2 separate regions of the Macaca mulatta genome follow, and region 2 is linked to region 1. The links are chromatin contacts, called in public Hi-C maps. All regions are on one chromosome and are shown on one strand. Each heading gives the region's core, a stretch centred on a gene start, on an enhancer-like site or on the middle of the called end of the contact. The rest is flanking DNA. Distances are from core to core; before and after follow the strand shown. Region 1 has its middle 66 kb from the start of H3-3A. Region 2 holds the start of ACBD3 (acyl-CoA binding domain containing 3).

Evidence for each region. A called contact is a pair of places that touch in the nucleus more often than the background predicts.
Region 2: a Hi-C map of CD4 T cells shows a contact between it and region 1, with 6 times the contacts expected there. The contact joins the promoter of ACBD3 here to the enhancer-like site in region 1. A contact is called at or near these places in 4 of 14 Hi-C or Micro-C datasets (CD4 T cells, blood, fetal cortex germinal zone and 1 more).

The regions. Positions count from the first base shown.
Region 1 is chr1:83,855,071-83,859,441 of T2T-MMU8v2.0, forward strand. No RefSeq gene overlaps it. Among named protein-coding and RNA genes, the nearest start is that of H3-3A, 66 kb to the left of the region's middle. Within about 2 kb of position 2,456, at least 24 of the 40 cell types and tissues checked have an H3K27ac peak or open chromatin away from gene starts, as enhancers often do. A contact at or near this core is called in CD4 T cells, blood and liver, where this site is marked.
Region 2 is chr1:83,928,338-83,933,077 of T2T-MMU8v2.0, forward strand. ACBD3 (acyl-CoA binding domain containing 3) reads right to left here and starts at 1,379. Exons shown (of 8, transcript XM_001091471.5): 1 at 1,058-1,379. The coding sequence starts at 1,343. It also overlaps the pseudogene LOC114677327.

The DNA.
Region 1 (4,371 bases), core at 1,206-3,705:
GGTGCATTCTGCCTGTGCACAGAGGATGAAGCCTGTCTCTCTGAAATGGGCGCTAAGCCCTCTCAAGCTGCAGGGATGGTGGGAAGGACAGCCCCGGAGCTGTAATGAAGGCAGCTGGGTGGTTCCCACCTAACGCCCCAGGTCTGGCGCCCCTCCCCATAGGCTTCTCAGGATTCTACCCTCAATGCGTGCCAGGGCAGGCCTGAGCATCACCCCAGGGGAGGCCCAGGCTGCTGGGGAGGGGCAGCTTTCCAACCTCAATGGGAATGAAGGGGGTTCCATCAAACCAGCACTGGCTTCCGCCTCTTCTGCAGGTGAGAGGGTGGAAAGCCTGTGCTCATTCCACCAGCTTTTTTGGATTTAATAAAAAATTCACAATGTTCAGGAGATTGATTTTTGGGTTTTGTTTGTTTTATTTGTTTTTTGTTGTTTGCTCTTTTGAGACAGGGTCTTACGCTCTCGCCCAGGCTGGAGTACAGTGGTGCAATCTTGGCTCACTGCAACCTCTGCTTCCCTAGTTCAAGTGATTCTCTTACCTCAGCCTCCCAAGTAGCGGGGACTACAGGTGTACATCACCATGCCTGGCTAATGTTTGTATTTTTAGTAGAGATGGGGTTTCACTGTGTTGGCCAGGCTGGTCTTGAATTCCCGGCCTCAAATGATCCACCTGCCTCTGCCTCCCAAAGTGCTGGGATTACAGGCGTGAGCCACTGTGCCCTGCCAATGTTCAGGAGATTCAAAAGCAGCAAGTGAGTAATGGTATTTGCTAATGGGTGCCTCCCCAGAACTGAGGGGCCCCAGGAAGGCTGAGGCTTGAATGGCCAGGGTGAGCTGAGGCTGGTGGGCCAAGACATGGCCCAGACTTCCCATGCAGTTCTGGAGCCTCAGTGGCCATTTCCTCCATCCCTCTGTGCCCAGAGAGATGCCCTACTGAGTTTGGCAATGCTGCGGTTGAGTGAGGGTGGGAATTCCCAAGCCCGTGGGACAAGCATCGTCAGAATCTTCACAAGGAGCACCCACTCCCGGTAAAGCTACAGCCTGGGAGGCCATGCTTGGCACACCTTGGGTGCCTGACCAGTGAGGGTGCTCCCTGCATGGCCTACAGGTCTCTTCCAGCCGAGCCTAGTGGAGCAAAGGATCTCCCCTAGGAGATGGGGCACAAGAGAGGAAACAGGTAGGAAGGGGCGCAGCTTCAGCATCCTCTGGCCAAGGAGGGGTAGAATCTTCCTGGACTCCCTACTGGAGTGGCTGCAGAGGGAATGGGAGGGAACCAGGCTCAGAGGCCCGTTAGAGAATGTCCTAGGTGCCCATCAGGTGAGCCGGCAGCATACTCCAGCTGAACCACAGGCCCATCCTTGGCCCTGGAGCCATTTTTACCACAGAAGTATTTATTTTACAGTAAGACTCATTTCCAAGTTCGCTGGCCTGTTACAAATATTCATTTACACAGGTGATTTGCCTACAATTTACTCAATGAGAAAAATCCCATTGCAAATTATTTTGTAAGTGGAGGAATCCCTTTTCAAGCAAACTATCAGCTTCTGCTTGTTGGGACAGATCTCCTTTTACCGAGTATGCTTAAAGTCAGGGCTGTTCATCATTTTCCAAGCTCGTATTGAGCAGTGGCAAGATCACAGCTTTGGAGGGTGGTGCACCTGGAAATGAGGGGTCCTGGCTCCCACCTTCTTTTAAAATACAGCCATAAGGCAGGTAGTAGGACGTTGTCACTGCCCTTGCTAAGACAGTTCCCACGCAGGGCCTCAGGGGCGGCGGGGCCGCCTTCTCCCCCACGGCCAGCCTGGGGGAGCTTGGGAATCGTGGCCAATGCACAGACGGGCAGTGCTTGCTCTCCCTTCACAGGCAAGAAACCGAGGCACAACGCAGGCTAGCAGCTGCCCCTAGGTCACACGGCGACCCAACTCGGTTCTCTGGCCCGCGGCCTCTGTTGGTTCCGGTCTGGGAAAGGGACCCCGCAATCGTCCCTCCGGCCGCCAGCAGTGCCAGACCCCCCGCGCAGGGGCCGGGGGGTGGCGGGCCCGCCACTGACCTCCCCCGTCCGACCTGGGTCCCGCGCTCGGCGGGGTGGCGGCGGCCGGGACGCAGGAGGATCAGCGTGACGGCAGCCCGGGCGGGGGAGGACCGGGGTGACGGCGGCCGGGCGCCCTCTGGTGGCCGCCGCGCGCAGCAGGGGGGAGCGCGGAGCGTCGGGGCCTGCAGCCGGGCGGGGGTGACAGCGGCCCGGGGACCCTGCACTTTGGGGTGACCTGGCCTGGTGGCCGCGCTTCCTTCGCTACAAAAAGGAAGCACATCTTGGAAACACCGAACTTCTGTGGCACCAGTAGTTACACCTGGTCTCTGAATCGGGCGAGCAGCGCCCTCGCGCCCCCAGCGCTGAGCAGGGGCGGGCGGGGAGCGGAAATGGTGGCTGTTGTCGTTGCCGCGCGGCTGGGCGCCTGGGGAGCCCGCGGAGGGGCGCGGCCGCCAGACCCCGCCCGGCTCGGGGGTGAGGAGACCCCAGCTCCGGACACCGAGGCTCCGCCCCGCCTGCGATGCACCCCCCGCCCACCTCTGCGCCCCTTTGTTCCGCGGCCGCAGTCCCGCCGAGAGCCGCACGGAAGAGCCCCGGCCTAGCCGTCCCGCGGCGGGGCAGTGCCCAGTCCCGCCGTTTCCCGCCGCCTCACCAGTCTTGGGCGGGAGGGGCCCTGGCGCTGGCGTGGCCGCGGCTGCCACAGCGCAACCAGGACAGCACTCGGGGCTGCTGGGGCCAGGGTGCGCCCCGGGCGGCTCCACGCGGCTGAGTTGCCCCCGCGCCTCCCACCCCCGGCCTCTCGGGGTCGCCGGCTTCGCGCGCCCTCCCGGAGGAGGACTGAGACCGCAGTGAGGGGCGGGCTCCTCCGCAGCACCCCCGGGTTTTATAATAAAAGTCGCCCTTGTTTAAGAGCCGGGTCGGAGGCGCCGCTTTCTGGGCGGTGAAAGCCGAAGGGAGAGCGGGCAATTCGCTGCGGCGGTGGCCGCTTTGTGGGCGTCGGTCCAGCGCCCCGGCCCGGCCTGGGAGACCCGCACCAACCCCGAGAGGGAGGACGGAGCGCGGGCGCAGCCCAGGGGCCGAAGCACTGTACGCTTGGCCGGCGCGGAGGCAGGAGGGAGACAGGGAAGCCTGAGCTCGGCGCTGCCTCAGCCTCCGGGGGTGGGTGGGTGGGCGGGCGGCGGTGAGGTAGCCTTGCTCGGGCCCAGCCTGCGTGGGCACTCCATGAGTCTCCGTCGCATGACGGAGGCGGGACCTAGGCAGTGTCTCCTGCAGGGCGAAAGCACGGAAAAGATCCGAGGGCATTTCTTGAGCCTGGCAGGAGGCCAGGGGTTTTACAGGGCAGGGAGGAACCTGGAGGAACCGAGGCGCCACGTTGTTGGTTGGAAAGAAGGGTGGCCAGGTGGTGAGGAGGCTGGCAAAGGGTCCCAGACAACAGGAAGGGCACCTGTGAAGCCGCCCTGCCAAGGGTGTGGTAGAGGCGGGGTGAAATGAGCACTGCTCTTAAAATTGACTGTTTTATTTTTTTATGAGATGGAGTCTCGCTGTGTTGTCCAGGCTGGAGTGCAGTGGCGCGATCTCGGCTCACTGCAACCTCTGCCTCCTGGGTTCAAGAGATTCTCCTGCCTCAGCCTCCCCAGTAGCTAAGATTACAAGGCATCTGCCACGACTGTCGGCTAATTTTTTTGTAGTTTTAGTAGAGACGGGGTTTTGCCATGTTGGCCAGGCTGGTCTCCTGAGCTCGAGTGATCCACCCGTCTTGGCCTCCCAAAGTGCTGGGATTACAGGCGTGAGCCTCTGGCCTAAAAGTGACTGTTTACTACAATAAATACAAATAATAGGTCACCAGCACTTGTCTGCTAAGGCCCTAGGGCGGGGTGTGTTTAGGGGACCCCTCTCCTCTCCAGGCCCTTCCAGAGCCTGCCCACTGGTGGCGAAGCTGCAGGGCTATCCCTCCAGGGGGAGGCCCTGCCAGGCCAGGGAAGATCCAAGTGGGTGCTCACCAAGCTTCCTAGGTTTCCAGTTTTCTTGAAACCATCGTCCCAGCACAGTCATTTAGCAAGTCACATCCCCTGTTAACATCTCAGTCCTGGCAGCTTCTTGGTACAGCACCATCTCCCTACATGGACCGCAGGTTATCTATCACACTGACCTGCTGTCGCTCACACACAGTCACTCACCTGTGACACTTGGAAAGGACTAGCTCCACAGGCCTGGCCAGGGCCCAAAGGGAGGTGGCCAGCAATTGAAACCAACCCTGGTGACTAAGTAGAAAAGGAGTCCTTGGGAGTATTGTGGGGAGCTCAGGGAGCTGACCAGGAGTCTGGATGGCCACAGCCACAGCC
Region 2 (4,740 bases), core at 129-2,628, 72 kb after region 1:
AAAAAACTAGCCGGGCGAGGTGGCGGGCGCCTGTAGTACCAGCTACTCGGGAGGCTGAGGCAGGAGAATGGCGCAAACCCGGGAGGCGGAGCTTGCAGTGAGCTGAGATCCAGCCACTGCACTCCAGCCTGGGCGACAGAGCCAGACTCCGTCTCAAAAAAAAAAAAAAAAAAAAAAAAAAAAAAAAAAAAAAAAGAATCAAACTAACAGGCTTTTCATCAGGTTTTCCCACTGACAAAAATCATGTGATTGGTCTCTCCACTATTTGACTAAGTGAATCACCCAATTAAAAAAAAAAAAAAAAAAAAACCCGCACACTACAATCTTGTTCTAAGACAAGAGACATTTAACAATTAATCATGCGAAAAGCACAGAAGGTACTGTTAGGCCTTACTCTGAGAATTCACTCTTGCACATTGCTTACAATGTAAATTTTAACCACCTAGAAGTTACTAGAACATAGTGGACATCCCTCCTCAAGAGTTTGACAAGCCGGAGGGGATGATGAGCTTAACATTTTACTTCCTCTCTGCCACATCAATCTGCCTGGGGATCAAGTCCTATTCGAGTTTATGGTTCCCAAGAATGGCTGCAAAGGCTATATACGGAACCTCTTGACAGATTTCTTCCACTAAGGGTAAAAATCGGCGGGTCCTGATGTGACAAGCCACGGGAAACAGGAAAAGAAAAGAGTCAGTAAAAAAAAAATAATACAAGGCAATCCCAGAATGGGATCCTTTGGAAGAAAGTGGGCCCATTCTTCCACCCTGGCTCCTGGAAATCCCAGAAGCTAAATCAGGTAAAATGCCCCAGTAACCTCTGGGAGGCGGGACATGACTGCTAAACCAAGGTTGCAGGCTCGTCAGGGGTGTGACCTAGTGGCCAAGCAGGTAGTGACAAACTTGGTGTACCCCCAAGGAGGGAACCCCGCTTGAGTCACCACGGCCCAGTATGAGTGGGTGAGGGTAAGTCTGGTCCAGTCACCCTGGAGACCACAGCCCGTGCCGGGCTCCCGGGACCGGGCAGAAGCGGCAGGGGTGGGGCTGGGCCGGCTCACCTTTGAAGAAGCGCAGTGCCAGGCCGTACAACTCCTCCAGGCCGAAGCCCCAGCGCTGCTCCAGCCGCCGCGCCTCCTCCGCCGCGCCCCCAGCCGCCGCCTCCCCGGGCTCGGGCTGCTCCCCTGAGGCGCCCGGGCCGCGACCAGATCCGGGTGGCGAGGGCGGTGGCAGCGGTGGCGGCAGTAGCGGGGCGCCTTCCGCGCCGGGCCGCTCCTCCGGGTCCGGGCTGAGCGTGAGGCCGTCGACGGATACCTCGAGTCGCTCTGCGTTCAGCACCGCCGCCATCTCTGGCTGCTGCGCCTCCTCGGCGGGGACAGGCGGCGGCCACGTATCGACTTCCTGATGACCTCTGACCTCCGCTTACCGATACCGGAACTTCCGCTGCTGAAGAGGCTGGAGGGCTCCGGGAGAGGGGCTGAGGCTTGGTGCCCCGCCCCCTCCGGAACCATCAGTTGCCCCGGCTCCGCGACTATCTTTCAGGCTCTCCAACTCCCATTGGTCCCGACCTCCACTCCACCCCCCCCATCCTTTCGGATCCCAGTTGCTCCAGGTGGGCGGGTGCTACCACCCCCACCCCTCGGTTCGGTGCTGCGGCTGTCAGTGCCCAACAGGGGCGGGGTCAGTGGATCCCAGCGCGGGGGTCGGAGCAGGGAGGATTGACGAGGTTGGCCAGCACCCAACCCTCCAGGTCAGAGACCCTTCACATTTGCAGGGGTTTGCGTGGTTTGCAGAGCTCTTTTGCCCACCACAATCTCGTTTGGCCTTCACAGCAACTCTAAGGAAATGCAGGGCAAATTCCCAATTTTTTAAAAAGGGGAAACTGAGACTGCAGAGAAATTCAGTGACTTTGAGGTTGCAGACGGGGCTGATCCTGGTTTTGCAGGAAGCGCAGCTCATACAATTTGTGGGGACCCTCATTAGGAAAGAGTACAAAAAGTTACCATAGAGTTAATGAAGCTCAAGCTTCAGGGCCCCTTGCTTACAGTGGCCCCTCCCAAGGCCCTTAGAGTGGCCTTAGCAGTATACGCTTCTGTAAGTTTTGAGAGTAGGATATTCAAGACCTCTCTCTTCGTTTCTAACTTCCCTTCATCATCCTCCTCTGGTTAGGAGGTACTGAAATGGCTTATTCACCCCTTCAGTTATTCTCTGAAGCCCTAGAGAGTTTTTTCAGGACAAGATTTGTATGCCACATTCAGACAGGATCTGATCCATTAAGGTGAAATTAGGAGGTACTGAAATGACCCAGCGGTGGGGGTGGTAGCACCCGCCCACCTGGAGCAACTGGGATCCGAAAGGATGCGGGGGGAGGGGAGTTCGGGACCAGTGGGAGCTGGGGAGCCTGAAATGTGCAGAAGGGTAGGAAAGTGAATGTATATTTAGAAAGAGAAAGAAATAACAAATGACATTTTAAAAGTTAACAAAACCCACAAACTGCACACATAACTGTAATATTTTCATTGACTGCCTGATATTCTTCTACAGGGCTTCTGAGAGCCGGGAAACCAATTTTTTTCTAAAAGATTGAAGTCTCCCCCGACATTATGTATATTCACCTGTGTTTCCAGACTTTGGGAGCACCATTTATGATCATTTTTCCCACCTTTGTTTTGGCTGCGTACTTTTGATTGCCTTTTCCTACAACAATTATTTTGTAACTTTTTTTTTTTTTTTTTTTTTTTGGAAATAGTCTTGCTGTGCCACTCAGGCTGGAGTGCAGTGGCACAATCTCGGTTCACTGCAACCTCTGCTCCTGGGTTCAAGCAACTCTCCTGCCTCAGCCTCCTGAGTAGCTGGGATTACAGGTGCCCGCCACCACGCCCGGCTAATTTTTGTAAATTTAGTAAAGTCAGGGTTTCCCCATGTTGGCCAGGCTGGTTTCGAACTGCTGACCTCATGTGATCTGCCCACCTCAGCCTCCCAAAGTGCTGGGATTACAGGTGAGAGCCACCGTGCCCGGCCTATTTTGTAATTTTCTGTAAAGAAAAGAGAAAGATCAGTCTTTTCTCCAGTATGGCTGATTAAATTTGTTTCTTAATAATTGTTTATAAGTTTATTTCAGCATCACAACTCATTACTGATATTGTTATGTACTTTTTTAGGGCTATTGTTCAGTTTGGGAAACCTCTCTCAAGTTTCATAGATGTGCTATGAGATTTTATGGCTGTTTGGCTGCTTCAGTGACAATTTTGTGTGTGGTTTTTACTGAAGCCCTAGAGAGTTTTTTCAGGACAAGATTTGTAGGCTACATTTAGACAGGATCTGATCCATTATGGTGAATAAGACATATAACTTCACATACAGACAGACTCACTGTAGTACAACTATAAGTTTATGTCCCATAAACATAGGGATTCTAATCTATTCCCTTTTGCATGATTCACATAAAAACAGAAGTATGGTGCAGTTATAATTGCAGATATGACTTAGATTCTCAGTGAGTGAGAACCTTCATTTTGATTAGGCTTTGAGAAAATTGATCCCTCTCCTTATAATTTTTCACTTCTGATGGTTGGAAGCATTTTTTTTTAAGTCTTCTAATTTTAATTACTCAAAAAACCTTCATTTTTTGTTTAGCTTTCTGACCCTGTGCTTGAGCCTTCAACACTCTCACAATGATTTTCTTTTCCTCGATAAGGAAAACGTGCTTGATCCAGTCACGAACACATATAACACATATGGAACCACCATAGGCCCTGCTGACGGTTTTTCTTATTTTGGACAATTTCATAAGAACTTTGGGTCTTATAGCACGAACCCCTTGAAGTCTGCTTGGGTACACACCACAGTAGATTTTGGTGCTTTCCCAGCCTTCTTGGTATAAAGGTAAGCAATTCTATTACCAGGGGTTCAGGACAGCCTAGTTTTGTTAGAAGCTGTATTGTAGGAAAGCCTACAACAGTATGTCAAACGCTGGACCATTCTGTGTGCCTATAGGCAACGTCCCCAGAGGAGGAAAAGCAATGGAAGAATTTTACTAGCTCTTTCTTTTCTTTCAAACCTTGTTTCTCCTCCACTACCCAAGTACTTCCTGTGTCAGGCAACATAGGACTCCTTCCCCCTCTGGCCTTGCACTTTTGTGACATGGTGCTGGCTAAATTGACATAATGGGCAGTAGGTATATTCCGAAAAGCCATTCCTACACCCACGGTGAACAAAAATTTAACAGCATGCAGAAGTGACTGCAAACCACTTAAATGCATGCCACTAACTCCAAATTAAATGTATCCCTATTCATTGTCTCCTTAGCCAAATCCCCCACAAAGCCTATAGCCATTTCAGCAGCTCCTAACCAGAGGAGGATGATGAAAGGAAGTTAGAAATGAAGACAGAGGTCTTGAATATCCTACTCTCAAAACTTACAGAAGCGTATACTGCTAAGGCCACTCTAAGGGCCTTGGGAGGGGCCTGTGTAAGCAAGGGGCCCTGAAGCTTGAGCTTCATTAACTTTATGGTAAACCCACTTCTAGCTGTAGGGGACTAAAAACTAATTCTACTGCTCTAAGGTCTGTGTTCTTCCCGCTTAGCTTGGATCTTTATATTTAGCTTTCATTAGCTTAAAAATATGCATATTATGTGCCTAACCTTCAAAATGTTATAAATATATTCCCTTGTGTTTAGCTCAGTGTCCTACCTTTAACATTCAGTAACCGTTGGGATGATAATGAGTAGGGTAAATACAACC